Linked DNA regions of Rattus norvegicus: region 2 is linked to region 1. A link is a contact called in public Hi-C data. All regions are on one chromosome and are shown on one strand. Each heading gives the region's core, a stretch centred on a gene start, on an enhancer-like site or on the middle of the called end of the contact. The rest is flanking DNA. Distances are from core to core; before and after follow the strand shown. Region 1 overlaps Arhgef12 (Rho guanine nucleotide exchange factor 12). Region 2 has its middle 26 kb from the start of Trim29.

Region 1 (4,718 bases), core at 1,152-3,651:
TGTCCACCAGTAGTTCAAAGTAAAATGAGTCTGGACTTAATCTGTTTTTCTCTTTCCTCCCTTAGTTGGGTTGAATGAGCAGATGAAAGCTGTCCGAAAAAGGAACGAGACCTCAGTTATTGATCATATTGGGGAAGATCTGCTCCTTTGGGTAAGGAAATCGAGAACGTCTTTTAAATATTTTTATAGACATTAGATCAGATTCTGGGGTAAGTAATAAATGTATCCAAACTAAACACATCCATTTTGCAGAGTTAATATGCAAAGTCGAAAAGGGTTCCACATATTATTTTATTGGTTAGTTTGTTCTAATCAGTATGCAGTCAGACTAAGTGCTCCGTCTCATTGAGATGCAGGTACACTGGTTCCTTGTCTCAAAGGAGAGAGAGTAGTGCATCCTGTCAGTTTAAATGTTTGCCATCTTCTGCTGTTCAGATCTTTTAAATGTTTGCCATCTTCTGCTGTTCAGATCTTAAACACGTATAATATTAGGCAATTATACTTCATAAGTGTCAGTAGTGAAAACGACTTAAACTTATTCCCAATATAAGGACAGAATTCAGAGGCTGTGATAACTGTCACCTCCCTGTCTTTGTCTAACTGTACTGATTTATTTTGTTGTGTGTATATGATTGTCTTGCCTGTCTGTGTGTATGTGTGTGTACCATTGCACGGCTTGTGCCCGCAGAGGTGAGAAGAAGGCGTTAGACCCAGTTTGGGTTCCCTGGAGATGTTAGCCGTAGGTCGTTCGGAACTGAACCTAAGCCCTCAGAGGAGCAGCAAGTGCTCTTAGCCATGCAGCCGTCTCTCCAGCCTCCGATTGTCAACTGTTGAACAAACTGTATAGTTCTAGAGACAGTGGCGTTTAAGACACATGACTTCTGCTGTCACCCAGTGCATGGTGGGAAAACTGTGGGAGTCTGGTTGTTTTGCTTTAGACAGGGTCTCAGCAGTTAGACCTGGCAGGCCTGGTATTTTGTAGCTTCAGTTGATCTTGGACTCACCCAGATCTGCCTGCCTCTGCTCTCAAGTGCTGAATTGAGAGGTGGGGGCAGGGAAGAGAGAAGAGAGAGAGTGTTTAGAGAAATTTTCTCAGTCTTGGCCCCGTAGGAGACCGCAGACCTGCTGGGATCCCGGCATTTTCTCAGTAAGCCCAGCTGTTCTGTGTTCCTAGTTCCTGACAGACAGCATGCCTGCCGTTAGCCTTGCCAGTCTCGTCCTTCAGCACTTACTTTCAGTGCTAGTGATTGAAATCAGGGCCCTGTGGGTCTGACACAAGTGGTTCAACTGCTGGGCCACATTCCTAGCCTGAGCATCCTATCCATAAGAAAATAACAGTATAAACTTTGACCAACCAGTTTGAATACTATTTTATGTAACCTACTTGAAGAACATAATTCATCTACAGATAAGCTACAAAAGAACATTTTATAGAATGCCTTCCCATGTGATAGAGTTTTAGAAATTGGACTGTTGTACAGAAAGTCCTCTTGGCTAAGTACAGAGCACTTGTTTGTAAAGTGTAAAAGTGGTGGGAAAGCGAGCTTCGAAGTTCTGTGTGCAATACCCACACTCAGGACACAGGCAGGATGGCTGGGGGTGTGAGGCAGCCTGGATAGCCTAGTGCAGTGGTTCTTAGCCTGTTGGTCATGGCCTCTTTGGGGGAATGGACTGACCCTTTTGCAGAGGTCGTCTAAAACCATCAGAAAACACAGATATATGCATTACGGTTCATAACAGCAGCAAGATTACAGTTGTGAAATAGCAACCAAGATAATTTTATGCTTGGGGGTCACCACAACAGGAGGGACTGCACTAAAGGGTTGCAGCATTAGGAAGGTTGAGAACCACTCCCAAGCAAAAATAAACAAAATAGAGGTGATAGTATACAGCTGAAAAGGTATGTTTGCCTTCTGAGACCGCCTCATGGTAAAGCAGCTGTTAAGCATTTCATTGAGAACCTCCAGGTGAGGGTCTGAGTAAACCTACAGACGGATTATTACAAACAAATTTATGAGAGGAAGATACTAGGAAGAGGCATACCATGTATGCGTATATAATATGTAGTTGCAAAAGAGATTTGTAAGTTCATGGATCTATGCCCAGTCCCCCTTTAGTCCCTGCACAGGTGACACAGTGGAGAATTTTCTTTCTGTTCCCACTCAACTTGTGATCGAAGTGAGTAGGAAGGAAAGCTCCTAACACACGGATTGCGAGTGTTCTTGTAATGGAGTCAGAGTCTATAGAAATGAAACAGTAATCACAGTCTCCAGACATTTTGTGTCTCGTACTCTCCAGATGTCAACCTTTCTAATTTGCAAGCAGTGTAGACTGAGAGATAATACATTAGGCTACTGGCACAAAAACGTTGGCACATGGCCTGTGGTGTCAGGGTGAGTCATCCATGTGGCACCATTGTTCCTGCCTCTATGTACAAAGCCCGTCTCTTGCATTTAAGGATGTTCCCTGGGATGTCGAAAGGACTGTGGCTGCCTTCATCTCACTTGGCCTCACGGGTGGATGCTCAGTGTTTCTTTCTCTTTCTCTGTGTTCTTGGCACAGTTCAGTGGACCAGGGGAGGAGAAGCTGAAGCACGCTGCTGCCACATTCTGCAGTAACCAGCCTTTCGCCCTGGAAATGATCAAGTCTCGCCAGAAAAAGGATTCTCGATTCCAGACTTTTGTGCAAGTGAGTTGAGCAAGTTATATGACCTCTGGACAAGTTTTGTACTAATTATAGAATAAACTTGAAGAATTCTGACTTACAACGTTCATCTATGATAATATTAATCCCCCCATTTATGTTTTTATCTTTTGAATATGGGTGTTTTGCCTGAATATATGTTTGGGTACCAAGTCTGTGCATGGTTCTGAGAGGCCATTGCGTTCCCTGGGACTGGATAGATGTCAGCTGTTGTCACATGGGTGCTGGGAATCGAACCTGGCTCCTCAGGAAGAGCAGCCGATGCTCGTAACCACTGAGCCATCTCTCCAGCCCCACCCAATATGTCAGCATTTAAAAAGAGCTTTATATTGTGTCTTGAATCACTGAAAGGAATAAAGATGTCTTTGGAATGATGAATAATAAAAAATATACATGAAAATTGAAACGTTTGACATAGACATCCATGTTTCCCTAGCAGCTTTAATTAGGAAAAGCCACATTCAACTGTTCGGTGTCTCGGCAGGCCCTCTCCACTGAGCGATGGGCCTAGCCCTTCTTATAGCTTTTTGTGGTAGGGTCTTATTGAGTTGCCCAGGCTTTTGCTCTGCCTGTGTCTCATGCAGCCATGAGTTTGCAGGCCTGTGCCAGCAGGCCTGGCCCATAGTCACTGAGGAAGAGCACATCGCTCAAGTTTGAGATGGTGGTTTTATCAGGCGTGGGAGGGTTGTGGTGGTACTGGGGTAGGGCTAGGGTAGATAAGAGGCTGTCTCCAGCCACCTGCTGGTTTATAAATAGAGATCGTTGGACACCATGCATTTGTTATGCTGCTGCATTGGTAAGCAGCAGTCACAGTGCATGTGGTTTAAGAGTATGGCTACAGTGTAACAGGATCCTCCCCCTTGGATCTTATCAAATGTGCTCTGAGTTGCAACCCTCACCTGAAGCTTGTTTAAGCCAATGGCTGATTTTTTAAAATTAATTTATTCTATTTATTTTTTACTTTTTGTAAATGCAAAATGAGGTTCTGCTTTCTGGCTCGTTGTTGGCTCCCCAGGCTACCTGTCTCCTCCTGTGGACTTTGAGCTGTCCACAGAGGTGGATTTTTGCTTTTTCTTTTTTTCCAAGCTAATAGGAATGCTTTTCTCTGGTCCAGATTGCTTTTAAAGTTTAGGGCTGAGAGATGGCTCGGTGGCTAAGAGCACTTGCTGCTCTCACAAGGACAAGAATTGGGGTCCCAGACACCTCTGAGCAAGTTAGACCGAGCCTCCTCTTTTTGATTCAGAATCAAGTGATAGTAAACTAATTATAGAATAGACTCCACCCACACTCAAGGGGATGGAATCACATATTCCCATTTATATACCCGAGAATGGGGATCTTGGAGGGAACCTCTTTATATTTTATTACATAAAGCCATGTCCATTCACCTATTGCTACCCTTCATTATAACAGCAGACTCAGTTGTCTGAAGACTAGCTCACAGAGTCTGAAGTGCACATTGTCACGTTATTTAAAGGTGTGTAGGCCCCTGATGCATGTAAGCTAGCACACCCAGACTAGTGTTCCCTGGATCATAAGTTAGTAAGTGTACTTTTTGTTTTTCAACATTTTTTTGAGACAAGGTTTCTCTGGGTAGCCTTGGCTGTCCTGGAACAGAATTAGGATGCGTAATTTTTTTTCTCTCTTTTTAGAAGCATCTTTGTCTAATAACCAGGCCTCTGATACAGTGGCATTTCTAGTAACTACACGATATGTGTTTTGTAATTCTTTGTCCTAGTACTGCTTGTTAGTTGACGTCTTCCACTTTGGTTTCAGGATGCTGAGAGTAACCCCCTGTGCCGTCGTCTTCAGCTGAAGGATATCATTCCCACCCAAATGCAGAGGCTCACCAAGTACCCCCTTCTTTTGGATAATATCGCCAAATACACAGGTACAGCATTTGAGCTGAAAAAAAGCAGGCAACTGGAGAAAGGGCTTAGTGGATAAGTGCTCTTGCAAGGACCAGAGCTGGGATCCCAGCAGCCACACCCGGTGGCTCACATCCACTGTAACTC
Region 2 (4,718 bases), core at 1,059-3,558, 290 kb before region 1:
CTCAGCCTCCCAAGTGCTAGGATTTATAGGTATACACCAGCACGCCCAGGTGGTGTTTTAGGGGTTTGTTTTGTTTTGTTGTTGATGGTTGGTCGGCTTTCTGTGGGTTTGTTTGTTTGTTTGTTTGTTTGTTTGTTTGTTTGTTCGTTCGTTCTCAGGGTCTTGCTGTGTAGCCCAGGCTGAGCTGGAGTTTGCACCAACCTACCTGCCTCTGCCTCCAGAATGCTGGGATTCCAGGGGTGTTCTAACACACCCAGATAAATTCAGTAAGACTGTAGCCCTGACACCATGACCACTGGGACATCTCTAACGTCTCTAGTGACCCTGGCTGCTGTCTCAGAGCACCCTGACTCGAATCCATTCTCAGCAGTCACAGAGATCACTCCAAAACAAACATGCCTTGCCTGCCACCTCCCTCTGTTACACCCTGCCGACCTCCCTGCAGCAGCCTCCCACTGCTTTCAGGAGGCAGCCCCAAGTCGCTAAGATGACCAATAGCTGAGCAAAGTCTCACAGGCTATCACTCATAGCTGAGCTTATGAGTAGGCGCTTAATGAATGGATGGCCGTCTTCCACCAGTGACTTGACTCTAAATGTCACCTTCATGGCCACTGGCCTGGGGAAGCAAATCAAATTACTCAGTCCAAGGGAGGTCATCTCCAAACGCTATTCAAGCGGTAGGCATCTTTTTCTTTTTCCTAAGTGAAATGTAGAAAGAACCTCTGAGACAAAGGGCCGACAGAGGGGGCTTGAAGAGGGACCGAGAGGTGGGCAGACGTGCGCCCCGGTGCGGTGATGTGAGGCACTGCAGCGTGGCTGTCGGTCCGTGGGAGCGGTGGGAAGCCTGGGCCTCTCTGGCTCCCAGCGCTGACCGACCTGCCTAGGCTCGCTAGGCTTTGATGGCTGCCCCCCTCCCCCACATAGACCTGTTTTTTGGCCAGCGCCGGGATGTGTTTTATGATCGCCCTCGGATTCCCTGTAGCAGGGAGAGGGCTGCTCTCAAACACATATTCCAGCAAGGTTCCTGTTTTAAACCAGGTTCCTCTGTTGCATGTATTGGGGGTAGGGCTTCGCCCAGGGTACGGTTTCTATCAGGGTCAGTGTTTCTATCTCTAGAAGGGTGGCCCCTCCCTGGGGTAGGCATCAGACTGAATTCCTACGTTTCTGTAAACTCACAGTGAGCACCGAGCAGGCAATCAGCAAGAGTTTGTTAACCGGGCACAGTGGCACACTTTCTGCTCCCAAGTGTCTTCTGAAGCAGGTTTCTCTTGTCACCAATCTGGTGAAGAACCAGGGGCCCAGAGGACCAACTTCCCAGGATTACTCAGCTTGTGAGGAACAGGAACAAGGGTGCTAGACACTGACAATTCCCTGAGCTAGAGGGACTTTAAATAACTAGCTACAGGGCAGAGACCACCCTGACAGACAAGCCCAGCCCACCACAGAGCACCAGAGCAATGAAGGAAGCAACAGCGGGCCTCTGCCTGGAGCCTGAGGCTATCGGCTGCAGGGACAACTGCTAATGTGGCAGCTTCTGTGGCTGGCAGGATTTAGGTACTGCCCCCCTCAACCCCTGATTCCCAGAGTGCCCTAAGGAAGATCTTCTTGACCCTTGTCAGGGTAAAAAAATATAGCATCCATGACACACTGAACAAGGTGGTGAACTGCCCTCAGCCAGCAAGAAGGGTAAGACCACATTTAGGCCTGAGCATAGGTCTGTCTTGACCATGTGTACATTCATGACCGTGCTGTGGTCATGTGCGCAGTATGTGACCCACGGGACTCTGCTCTCTGGAGGTAGGACTTATATCCTCTAACCTCTGGCTAAGAATTCTGGTCTCCCACAGAAATCGTCAACCATACTGGTTCCCCACTTCCTAACCTTGCCCATTTCCCTAAGTCCCTATTACCACCCAGACTTGCAACTCCTTTCTCTGCTCCAGCTCTCCCTCAACCCAGCCCACAGCCCCACTTTCTATGCCATTCTTAGGAGCACAGATGCCAGGACCCTAGGATCCAGATTGCTGCCTCACAGGTTGAGCTGGCCAGTGCCAGGTATGATGCAGCAGAGTGGGCTGCCTGCCGTACCATGGCCACATCTCAGACCCCTTACCCATCACAGAGGTGTACAGACAATGGACAAGCCCTGCCAAATGTCCCAGGACTGAGAGCAGGTGGGGCAGGGAGACCATTGACACCTGAGCTCCAAGAGCTCCGTCTCCTTGGGCCAGCTCTAGCATGTTACAAGGAGAGGTCCCACCCTGCTTCTGGGCAGGATCCCAGCACAGGAGGCCACCCCACCCCCAGTGGCCTGAATCACTCAGCCAGTGGCTGCTTGATTCATCCAGCTCATTCTTGGCTCGGGCTGTTCCTCTTCAGGATGAAGGAAGAAAACAAGGGCTGGTGTGGGGCCAGCTCTCCTGAAAACAGTTAGAGCACATGATCAGAGTCACAGATACATAAGGCCACACCCAACTTCTTTCTCCAACAATTTCCTGGCTGTCCTCCTTGGAGAAGCATGCACAAGGGAGAGAAAGGGAAGGTGTTCAGGCCCAGGTCTCTCAGGAGACTCCTATAAGAGCTGGGTGGGTGACAAAGGGACTCAAAAGAGACACACACAACTGTCACCCACCCCTGGCCAAGTCTGGAAATAGAGGATTGAGGTAGCATCCAGTTCCATGGCCCTAACTCATGTCTCCCAGGCCAGTGGGATCCCTACAGCCCGTGGTCTCCTCTTTAAGAATAGAAGGGTGGGGCTGGAGAGATGGCTCAGTGGTTAAGAGCACTGACTGCTCTTCCAGAGGTCCTGAGTTCAAATCCCAGCAACCACATGGTGGCTTGCAACCATCTATAAATAAAATAAATAAATCTTTAAAAAGAATAGAAGGGTGACAGATCATTCCAAGTCACGCCAGGGGCCACAGATCCAGTTCTCTTGTTTGCAGAGCAGGCTTGCTAAAAAATATAATAAAAACCAGATGTGGCCAATCGACTTTCTTTCGCCCCACCTAAGATGATATGTAACTCTCTCCACCCTAAGAACCATTATCAGCTCGGGGTCCAAACTCTGCTTCCAGTAAAACACAGTAGGTTCCCTTCTAACTATGTGACATGGGAAAGAGGTCCTCTTTCCAGCGATGGCCAGCCTTTCTTTGACTGGTTTTCCATGCTAGACCTTGGGATAAGCATCTGTCCCCTTGACTAGCACAACCTGCTGGTACATCCCATTTCACAGGTGAAGAAACTGAGGCCTTGTGGGGGTAATGTAAGGCTTCTAGTAAGTGCAACTAGAAGGTGGGCAGTAGCTGAGCTTGCGTCATTGCTTCTCATAGTAGGGGCTGCTGCCTAAAGCACCTCCCAGACCTTTCAGTGAACCAAGATGTAGTTCCCATTTTCACCACAGGGTGTCGCCACACCACCGCTCAACCAGCCTCCCAGGGCAGGCTCAGTCAACTCCTCTCTGCCCTGGGTCTGGTTCCTGCTACTACTCTAACCTGTGTCCTGCCTGCTTTGTCAGGCTCTGACTCCCGGCAAAGAATGATGACAGCTGGGTGGCCCGGAACAGGAGTCTTGCTTCCCATATAGGCCCCTAGTCTAAAGCCCCTAGGTGGCTTCCTCTCCGACCTTCCTCAATCCCACCATCTTTGTGTTCTATTGAAAGCCTCTGGCAGCATCAAAGTTCCTAAGATCCATGGACAAGGAGCCTAAAGAGCAAGGTGAAGTGCTTCACTACTGAAATGTCAGCTCTAGGACAGGGGAGGCAAGAAGAATGCCATTGGTTTGGGGCTACATAGTTAGTTCAGGATCAGCCTGGGCTACAGAGCAAGATCCTAAGCCAAAACATAGAGGGGGAAAAATAATAGTAAAGAAGAGGAGCATGGGGCATAGAAAGAAGAAAGGAAAGGAAAAAGAAAGAGAAGAAGCAACTATGTATGATAGTTCAGACCTATAATCCCGGTACATGGGAGGCTGAGGCAGGTGGATTGCTGAGTTCGAGGCCAGCCGTAACTACATAGGGAGACCCTGTTTCATAAAAATACGAAAGGAAAAACAAACAGCAGAGAAAGAAAGAGCTTAAAGCCGAGGTGCAGACCTGTAATTCCAAATGTGGGAGGTAGAGACAAGAGCAGCAAGAGATGGAGATCGATCTAGGCTACATGAGACCTAGGAGGGGTTGGGAAAGGAAGAAGAAAGGAAAGAGCTTGAGGAGATGCTGGGTCCTCTGTGAGTCTTTGTCAGCTTGGAGACAAGCTCAGGCCTTGCTCCCGGACCCCTGTCAGTCTGGTATAGTGACTGCCGGTTTCTCATTCTTGACACCTCCATGTTCTTGAACGCCCCTCTGTGATGGTCATCAGAGGAGGTATAATGAGAGATTCTGAGAGCCTGTGTAAGTGGGAAGCATTCTCGAAGTTCTTTGTTCCAGTAGAAATGTTGATGGCCAAGGCAGGGACTCCCAAGTTTGGCTGATTTCCAAAGCCACGCAGAATTCAGCAGCGGCCACATAATCACAGCCATTCTCCCGGAAAGCCACACTTGACGTTGGGATGGCTTGCTTGGTGTGACCTAGTCCAGGATGCTAGAAGAGAAGAAAGAGTCAGGGATTCCGCAGTTGAGGAGATGGGAAGCCAGGATAGGTGAAGGCTGGCTACTAACAGATCAGGATTGGAGCAGGAGGCCATGGAAGCCTGTCTTCGATTCGGCTCCGGAGGCCATGCGGA

Evidence for each region. Hi-C and Micro-C count contacts between places; a contact is called where the count stands out from the background.
Region 2: a contact with region 1 is called in a Hi-C map of Schwann cells, with 5 times the contacts expected there. The contact joins two enhancer-like sites. A contact is called at or near these places in 6 of 12 Hi-C or Micro-C datasets (Schwann cells, frontal cortex, hepatocytes and 3 more).

The regions. Positions count from the first base shown.
Region 1 is chr8:52,265,239-52,269,956 of GRCr8, reverse strand. It overlaps Arhgef12 (Rho guanine nucleotide exchange factor 12), which reads left to right. Exons shown (of 41, transcript NM_001013246.2): 27 at 66-151; 28 at 2,563-2,688; 29 at 4,480-4,594. Among named protein-coding and RNA genes, the nearest start is that of Arhgef12, 100 kb to the left of the region's middle. Within about 2 kb of position 2,401, at least 15 of the 93 cell types and tissues checked have an H3K27ac peak or open chromatin away from gene starts, as enhancers often do. A contact at or near this core is called in Schwann cells, where this site is marked.
Region 2 is chr8:52,551,166-52,555,883 of GRCr8, reverse strand. No RefSeq gene overlaps it. Among named protein-coding and RNA genes, the nearest start is that of Trim29, 26 kb to the left of the region's middle. Within about 2 kb of position 2,308, at least 15 of the 93 cell types and tissues checked have an H3K27ac peak or open chromatin away from gene starts, as enhancers often do. A contact at or near this core is called in Schwann cells, where this site is marked.